Regions from separate parts of the Neogale vison genome. Here region 1 is linked to region 2. The links are chromatin contacts, called in public Hi-C maps. All regions are on one chromosome and are shown on one strand. Each heading gives the region's core, a stretch centred on a gene start, on an enhancer-like site or on the middle of the called end of the contact. The rest is flanking DNA. Distances are from core to core; before and after follow the strand shown. Region 1 holds the start of MAGEF1 (melanoma-associated antigen F1). Region 2 holds the start of EPHB3 (ephrin type-B receptor 3).

Evidence for each region. A called contact is a pair of places that touch in the nucleus more often than the background predicts.
Region 1: a contact with region 2 is called in a Hi-C map of muscle, with 5 times the contacts expected there. The contact joins the promoter of MAGEF1 here to the promoter of EPHB3 in region 2. A contact is called at or near these places in 2 of 3 Hi-C or Micro-C datasets (fibroblasts and muscle).

The regions. Positions count from the first base shown.
Region 1 is chr6:107,578,059-107,581,296 of ASM_NN_V1, forward strand. It overlaps MAGEF1 (melanoma-associated antigen F1), which reads right to left and starts at 1,491. Exons shown (of 1, transcript XM_044251920.1): 1 at 1-1,491. The coding sequence starts at 1,266. The coding sequence ends at 289.
Region 2 is chr6:107,447,529-107,450,781 of ASM_NN_V1, forward strand. EPHB3 (ephrin type-B receptor 3) reads left to right here and starts at 1,830. Exons shown (of 16, transcript XM_044251919.1): 1 at 1,830-1,938. The coding sequence starts at 1,830.

The DNA of each region.
Region 1 (3,238 bases), core at 241-2,740, 130 kb after region 2:
TGCGTCATTTGTTCAAGATCACAGAACAAAATGTAAAGTTTTCGATCCACTTTACAAAACCAGCCAAACTCTACAATAAAATGCTACAGGAAAAAGTAGACCAGTCTCATTTATAAACATCAATTTAACAGTATGTAAAATGTTAACAAAACATAGCAAGATACAAAACCTTTAGTTACACAAATACAACTTCTAATTAGCGACCTACCCCCAGTGATACTACTTATGACTCAGACAGTAGCTTTTTCATAACCAGGAGGACCTGGCTGCCCACTGTTCCACAAGTCCTCACCAGGGGTATATACCAGCCCTATCAGTGGCCCTGGCCCTGGCCCTGGCCCTAGCTCTCATACTGGCCTCCGCTCTGGCCTTGGCTCTGGCCCTGTCCGCCTCGTCTGCCAGGGCCTCACGGTACTGCACTGGCCAGTGCTGGGGTTCTTTCTTATGGAGCTTGGCCACGAACCCCAGAACTTTCATCTTGCTGATTTCCAGGTTGCTCCGGGGACCCCAAGAGAATTCGCATTCCGGCGGATTGGTGTGAGGCACCTGCCTGTAATTGAGGTATAGCTGCTGCACAAAATCTTCCATAATAAGTCTCTTTGGGTATCCAAAGAGGAAATGGTATTTTGAGGGACGCACTCCCAAACGACGTAGCATTTCCCAGACCTGTGTCTCCCTGGCACTATTACCTTTCATGTAGATAAGGCCCAAGATCATTATTAACAGACCCAATCTGGGGCCATCTCCTCCCAGATCCTCCTCCTCCACCTCCTCCTCCTCCTCCAGAGGTTTGAGTTTGTTGACCAGGATGTAAGTGTGGTGCTTGCGGCCAAACTGTTTCAGCTCGAAACCAAAGACATACCGCAGATGCTCTGCGGCCCTTGCGATGATCTCAGGAAACAGATCCTTCAAGTCTCCGATTACATATTTCACCATCTCGGAGCGAGTGATGGGACTCTTCTTCTTGTCCTTCACCAGCAGGAACTGCACCAGCTCGGCCACCGTCCGATCCAGACGGCGGTAGGCCCTGCGCCGGGCCAAGGCTTTGGCTGCCAAGGTCCTCGCGCCTTTTGGGGTGAGGGCGGACGCCGTAGCCCCCTCCTCCCTCCGGGCGCCAAGATCCTCATTGGGGCTCTCCTGCAGGAAGGGGCTCGGGACCTCTTTCTGAGAGGCGGTCAGGGCCTGGGTCTCACCGTCACGGCTGCCATCCTTCTCCCCCTCGGCCTGAGGGATGGGGAGAGCCCCGCTCTCGGGTTTCTGCAACATGTTTCAGGCAGGCAGGTGCAGAGCACGTACAAGGGCCAAGGGGCGTGCAAGCCGCTGCGCAAACCCCGGCGGAGGGGCGGGACAGAGCCTGGGGCAGCGGGAGGAGGACTAGGAGAGAGGTCTGAAAGGGCTTTCGGGATGCTGGACTGCACTGCGGAGGGCTCGAGACCGTTGCCGCAACGCCGCCGGCGCTGAAGACCTGCGCGCCGCCCCGGCGCAGCCTCAGTGTGCGCCCGCGCGCCGGTTCGCCGGACCACTTCCGGCCAGCTCAGCCAAGATGGTGGCCCGGGACCGAGCAAAGCCCCGCCCCTTCCGGCTCCCTCTGGGTTTGGGTTTACGTGCAGGGGAGGTGGGAGGTGTGCTCCCAGCGTTGCGTTTCAGGCTCCAGAGCTGAAGGGGGCCAGCCCTGGATTTCTCATCCAAGGCTTGCAGGATGGGAAATGTTTCCGTGGACAAGGTTGAAATAGGGAAGGCGTTCTAGCCACGTCTTTTCAGCAAGTGCTTATTTTAAGTGTGTATCTAGGATTGATTTTGAGTGATTTTACTGGAAACTACTGGGAGTTTAAGCCAGGGAGTGCCTGGACCAGATCTCTATCTTCACAATCTTTCTCGTGGCAGCGTGGAGGATGGATTGGAAGTAGGGACGACCAAAAGCTGGGAATCCAGTTTGGAGCCTTATTGTAGTGCAGAATAGGAACTGAGACTTGGCTTCTCTTGTGCATTGCTGTATCCCCAGCTCTTAGAACGGTGCCTGGCACCTACAGGCTCCCCATAAGTATTATAAAATTGAGGATGAGGGAGTGAGGATAGCAGATTCTATAGGGGTGAAAGGAAAATCTGGCTGACAGAAATATTGACTGATGGAAGGATAGAGGAGACTCTTTGACCTAATCAAAACTAACTACTCCCATCACTTTTTCTCTTTTTGCATATCCCCAGTTCTTCCCTCTGTCTCCTCACTTTCCCTTCCACTCTTCTCTCTCCCTCCTTCCCTTCCTTTCTTTCTCTGTCTCTTTTATTTGGGGCTCAGCTTAAATGTCACCAATCCAAAGCCTGCCTTAATCTCCCCGCATGGAAGTTACTTACTACTATCTCTGAATTACCATAGCAATTTACATTTATTTAACATCCACTTATATAGACCTTATTATGTACTAGGCTCTGTTCTAACCACTTTTCAGATATTAATTTGTTTAATTTTCATAGAGGTATTGTTATCATCCCCATTTTATAGATCTGTCTTTCCCATGGCATTTGCTATTTGCTAGCTATGTAATCGTGGGCAAGTTACCTAAACTCCCTGCCTCTCAGTTACCTTATCAGTAAAATGGGTATAATAGTAACATTATGGGAATTATGTGAAGTAATGCATATAAAGTATTTAATACCGTGCTCAGCACATATGGAGTGTTCAATAAATGTTAGCTATTATTTATTGCATATTTTTAATGTGCTGATACTGTGCTAAGTATTTACATGTATTAACTTATCTAGTCATAACAGCCCTGCTAGATAAGTGGTATTATTATCCCCATTTTATAAGTGAAGTAATACAGAAAGACGTTAAGTAACTTCCTCAACATCACATGACTGAGATTTGAACCATATAGGATGACTCAAAAGACCATGCTCTTAACCACTATATTAATAGTTTTAAATTATTATTATTGACCATACTCTGCTTCGTATTATAATTATTTTTGTGCTTATCTCATTACCTTCCAAAACTAAACATCCTAAAAGCTAAGGCTATGTCTTTAACTCTTGAAGAACGCCTCAGATTCAGCACTCAGTATATAATTGTCACTGAATAAATGACGAAAGGCTTTTTTCCCCCCACAGGAAATAACATTTATTTTAAGTAAATATCTGACAGTCATATTTTTCTAGATGTAATCATGAGCTCTTCACTTTAAAAACTTCTGAAAATGTATACCCACTTATAGTATCTGGCTTAAAAAAAACTCAAAGT
Region 2 (3,253 bases), core at 580-3,079:
TAGATGTCAATTCTGTTGGTAAAATGAGGCTATAATAACCTCTACCACTTAAGAAACAAGACCTATTTTTTCAGAGTGTTTACTGCATGTTGTAAACATTGGTTGAGCAAATGGGATAGAAGTTCATTGCCAATCCAGAAACCCCGGGGGGATTCTCCATCATGGCTCCATCCACCATGTACCTCTCAACCACTGAGTCACAAATCTCATGAATCCTACCTCCTGAAACACCTTCGACCTGTCCACTTTTCTCTGTCCCCACAGTCTCCACGCTAGTTCAAAGCAGCACGTTCCTCCACCTGGCTATCGCACAGCTCCCTCTCTAGTTCCCTGTTTCTACCCTTGCCTCCCCCATTCTTACTTCCCAGGGGCAGCCACCCTAAGCGGGTAAGGCAAAGCCTTTGCTTCAAGCTCCAGCTCTCAAGAATGCCGCATGAGTCTGAAAACAATTCCTCTGGCCCTCTACACCTACTTCTAAGCCTCTTTTCAGTCTCTAACCCTACACTCAGGATATTCTGAACTTGTTTCAGATTCTTCTAGTGAATATCAGTTTCTCTTGCCGCTGGGATGTTGCACAAAGTGTGTTTGCTGTGTCTGAAACAGCCACCCCATCCTGATCCTGTCTCTAAACACACATCCTTCACCTACTACTCATCTTTCATGTTTCAGCTGAAATGTCCTTCACTCAGGGCCAGACATAGCTATCCCCCTCACATGTGCTCTGGCAACTCTGTCCTCTGTTCTGCTGGGATGACTTCATGCCCGCCTCCACCACTAAACTAGCTCCAAGAGAACACAGACCTCTGTCGATTGCTGTAGCACCCGCAGTAATAGAGTCTACGCTCAGAGAACGGCTGAATGAATGAATGAATGAATGATTGAATGAATAAGAGAGCAGAAGGCCCTGGTCGAAGGATGTGTTGCGGATAGGCCCCCCTTGAAGTGCCTAAACTCGAGGTTAGGGTCTGGAAGCGCCTGGAGAAAAGATAGCCACGTGGGGGCGTCCCTGGGAGAGTACGGGCCACAGGGGGGCGCCCTCAGCTCGTTGTATGTGACCGGCCCCTTTTCGGACTCCGGTTCGGCTACTAAAGGCCAATGGGAAACAGGAGGCGGGGTTTCCGTCTGATTGACAGCATCGCTCCGCCCAATCTAATTCATCTTTTTCTTGGCTCCGCCCACTCCAGGCTTCGGAGACCCTGAAGGTGTGCCTGATGGAGGCGCCGCCGACTGAACTCCAGCGGAGAGCTCCTGAGGAGAACGAAGCCGCGCTCCTGGCGGTCTGTGAGTGGGCGGCCCGAGGCTAGGGGCGGGGCCAAGGCGCTGACAGGCAGGAGGTCGGTCCCGCCCCTCTCGCCCAGAGCGGCAGCGCCGGCGCTGGGGACAGCAGAAGTGAGTACGTGAGCGGCGCTGCAAGAACCCTGCTCCGACCCCGGACGGCGCGCGCACCCGGAGCCCCGGATCCGAGTCGGGCCCGCGGCAGACCGCCAGATAACTGTGCCCCCGAACTACCACCACTTGCGCCCTCCCGCCCCGGCCCGCCTCCCGGAGTTCTCCGGCTCCGAGCTCTCCAGCGCCCGGGATCCTCCTGGACCGGTCCGTCCAGATTCCCGCGGGTCCGACCTGCCTGCATCCCCCAGCATCGCCAGGCTCGGCCGCCGCCTGGGTCTCGGAGCCGCCCGCCTGGATCGCACCGTCTCCTTGCCCGGATCTCCTGGGACCGTACGCGAGCGTTCCTCGGAGCCCGCGAAGCGGACCCTTCCCCGGGTGCCCGCAGCCCCGCCGGCGCGGCCCGGCGCGGCCCGGCTCGGCTCCCGGAGCCCGCCCCGGCCATGGCCCGAGCCCGCCCGCCGCCGCCACCGCCGCCGGGGCTCCTGCCGCTGCTCCCTCCGCTGCTGCTGCTGCCGCTGCTGCTGCCCGCCGGCTGCCGGGCGCTGGAAGGTGAGCGGCGTCGGGGGGTGCGTCCGAGGCTTAGGGTAGCCGGGGTCGCCCGAGCGTAGGCCGGAGAGGACCCGCGCTGTGGGTCAGATGCGGGCTGGGCGCACGTCGGAGGAGGTTCCGTCACCCGCGCCGCTCCGGGGGCCGGAGGATGGGGTGGGGAGATGGCCCCCGTAGCCGCCTCGCAGGCTCCAGATGGCCCAGAGGCCCGCGGTACGTGGGTCGTGGATCTCGGGCAGCTCGACTTGGGTTGAGCGTCCCCGAAAGTCACAGAACCGCTGTGAGCTCATGGGGGAGAACCCCGCACTCACCGCAGAGGAGCGGAGCCCTAAGCTGCCCGGGGAGGCGAGGAAGTGTGGGCGACCCACCGGGCGAGGCGGGGGGCCTCCGAGAATGCCGCGGGGCTGTGGCGGGTGGGGGCGAAGCGGGACTCCCAGGTTGGGGGGCGGCGTTGGTTAGGAACCCGTTGGAGTCGACTGTGAGAGGTGTGAGTGCGTGCACCCTGCTTTGTCAGGGGATGGCTGCGGGGGTGGAGAGGCGGGGGCCTGTTATTGTTTATGGTTTATGGAGCGCCAGTTACACACGAGGTGCTGCCCCCACGGGCAGTGCGCGCTGCTCTGCGGTTCTCCGCCTTCTAGCAGGACATGCGAATGTTCGGGTCTCCGTTGGACCCCCGAAGTTCAGGGGTTTGCCCCTTTTGGCGGTGGGGAAAGGCCGAGTTCCTCAGTAGGTTGTGTGAAACCGATCCAGACGGTGCTGAGCGGGTGGCTCCAACTTCCAAACGACTGTACTTGGGGGAACAGGATGCTGTTGGCCCTGGTGGGAGAGCTCACACACATGTGGCCACTTGACAGGAGTCTGCGGGAGAGAGAGGCACTGACACTGGTCACAGACAATAGACACACGCACACACACAGGGTTTCCTAAAATTTTGGAGCCATTAAAGGAGAGAAGACCTTAATCTGGAGGGTAGGACACCACAGAAATTTGTGGGACATTGGAATATAGACAGTACTTAGTTTTGGTGTCTTTAACAGCACGTCTAGTCACTTTCTTAGTATAGGAACAAAATAGGAATTCTGTGTAGCTTGGTTTGTTTGTATGTTCACAACTGGTAAACTTAAAGGAAAAAGGGCACAGTTCCGAGAGAAAGGCATCTTCTGGTGCTTTCCAGTTTTCTCTCTGGGAAACGGTCCTACAAACCCCCAACCCCTTTTATCTCGGAGCCCACCGGCGCTGACAGGCCGGTTCACACGGGTGGACACATGCAAATCCCAGCAGAGACACTGAGGTCGCGCCCACATGTGTGTGATAGGAT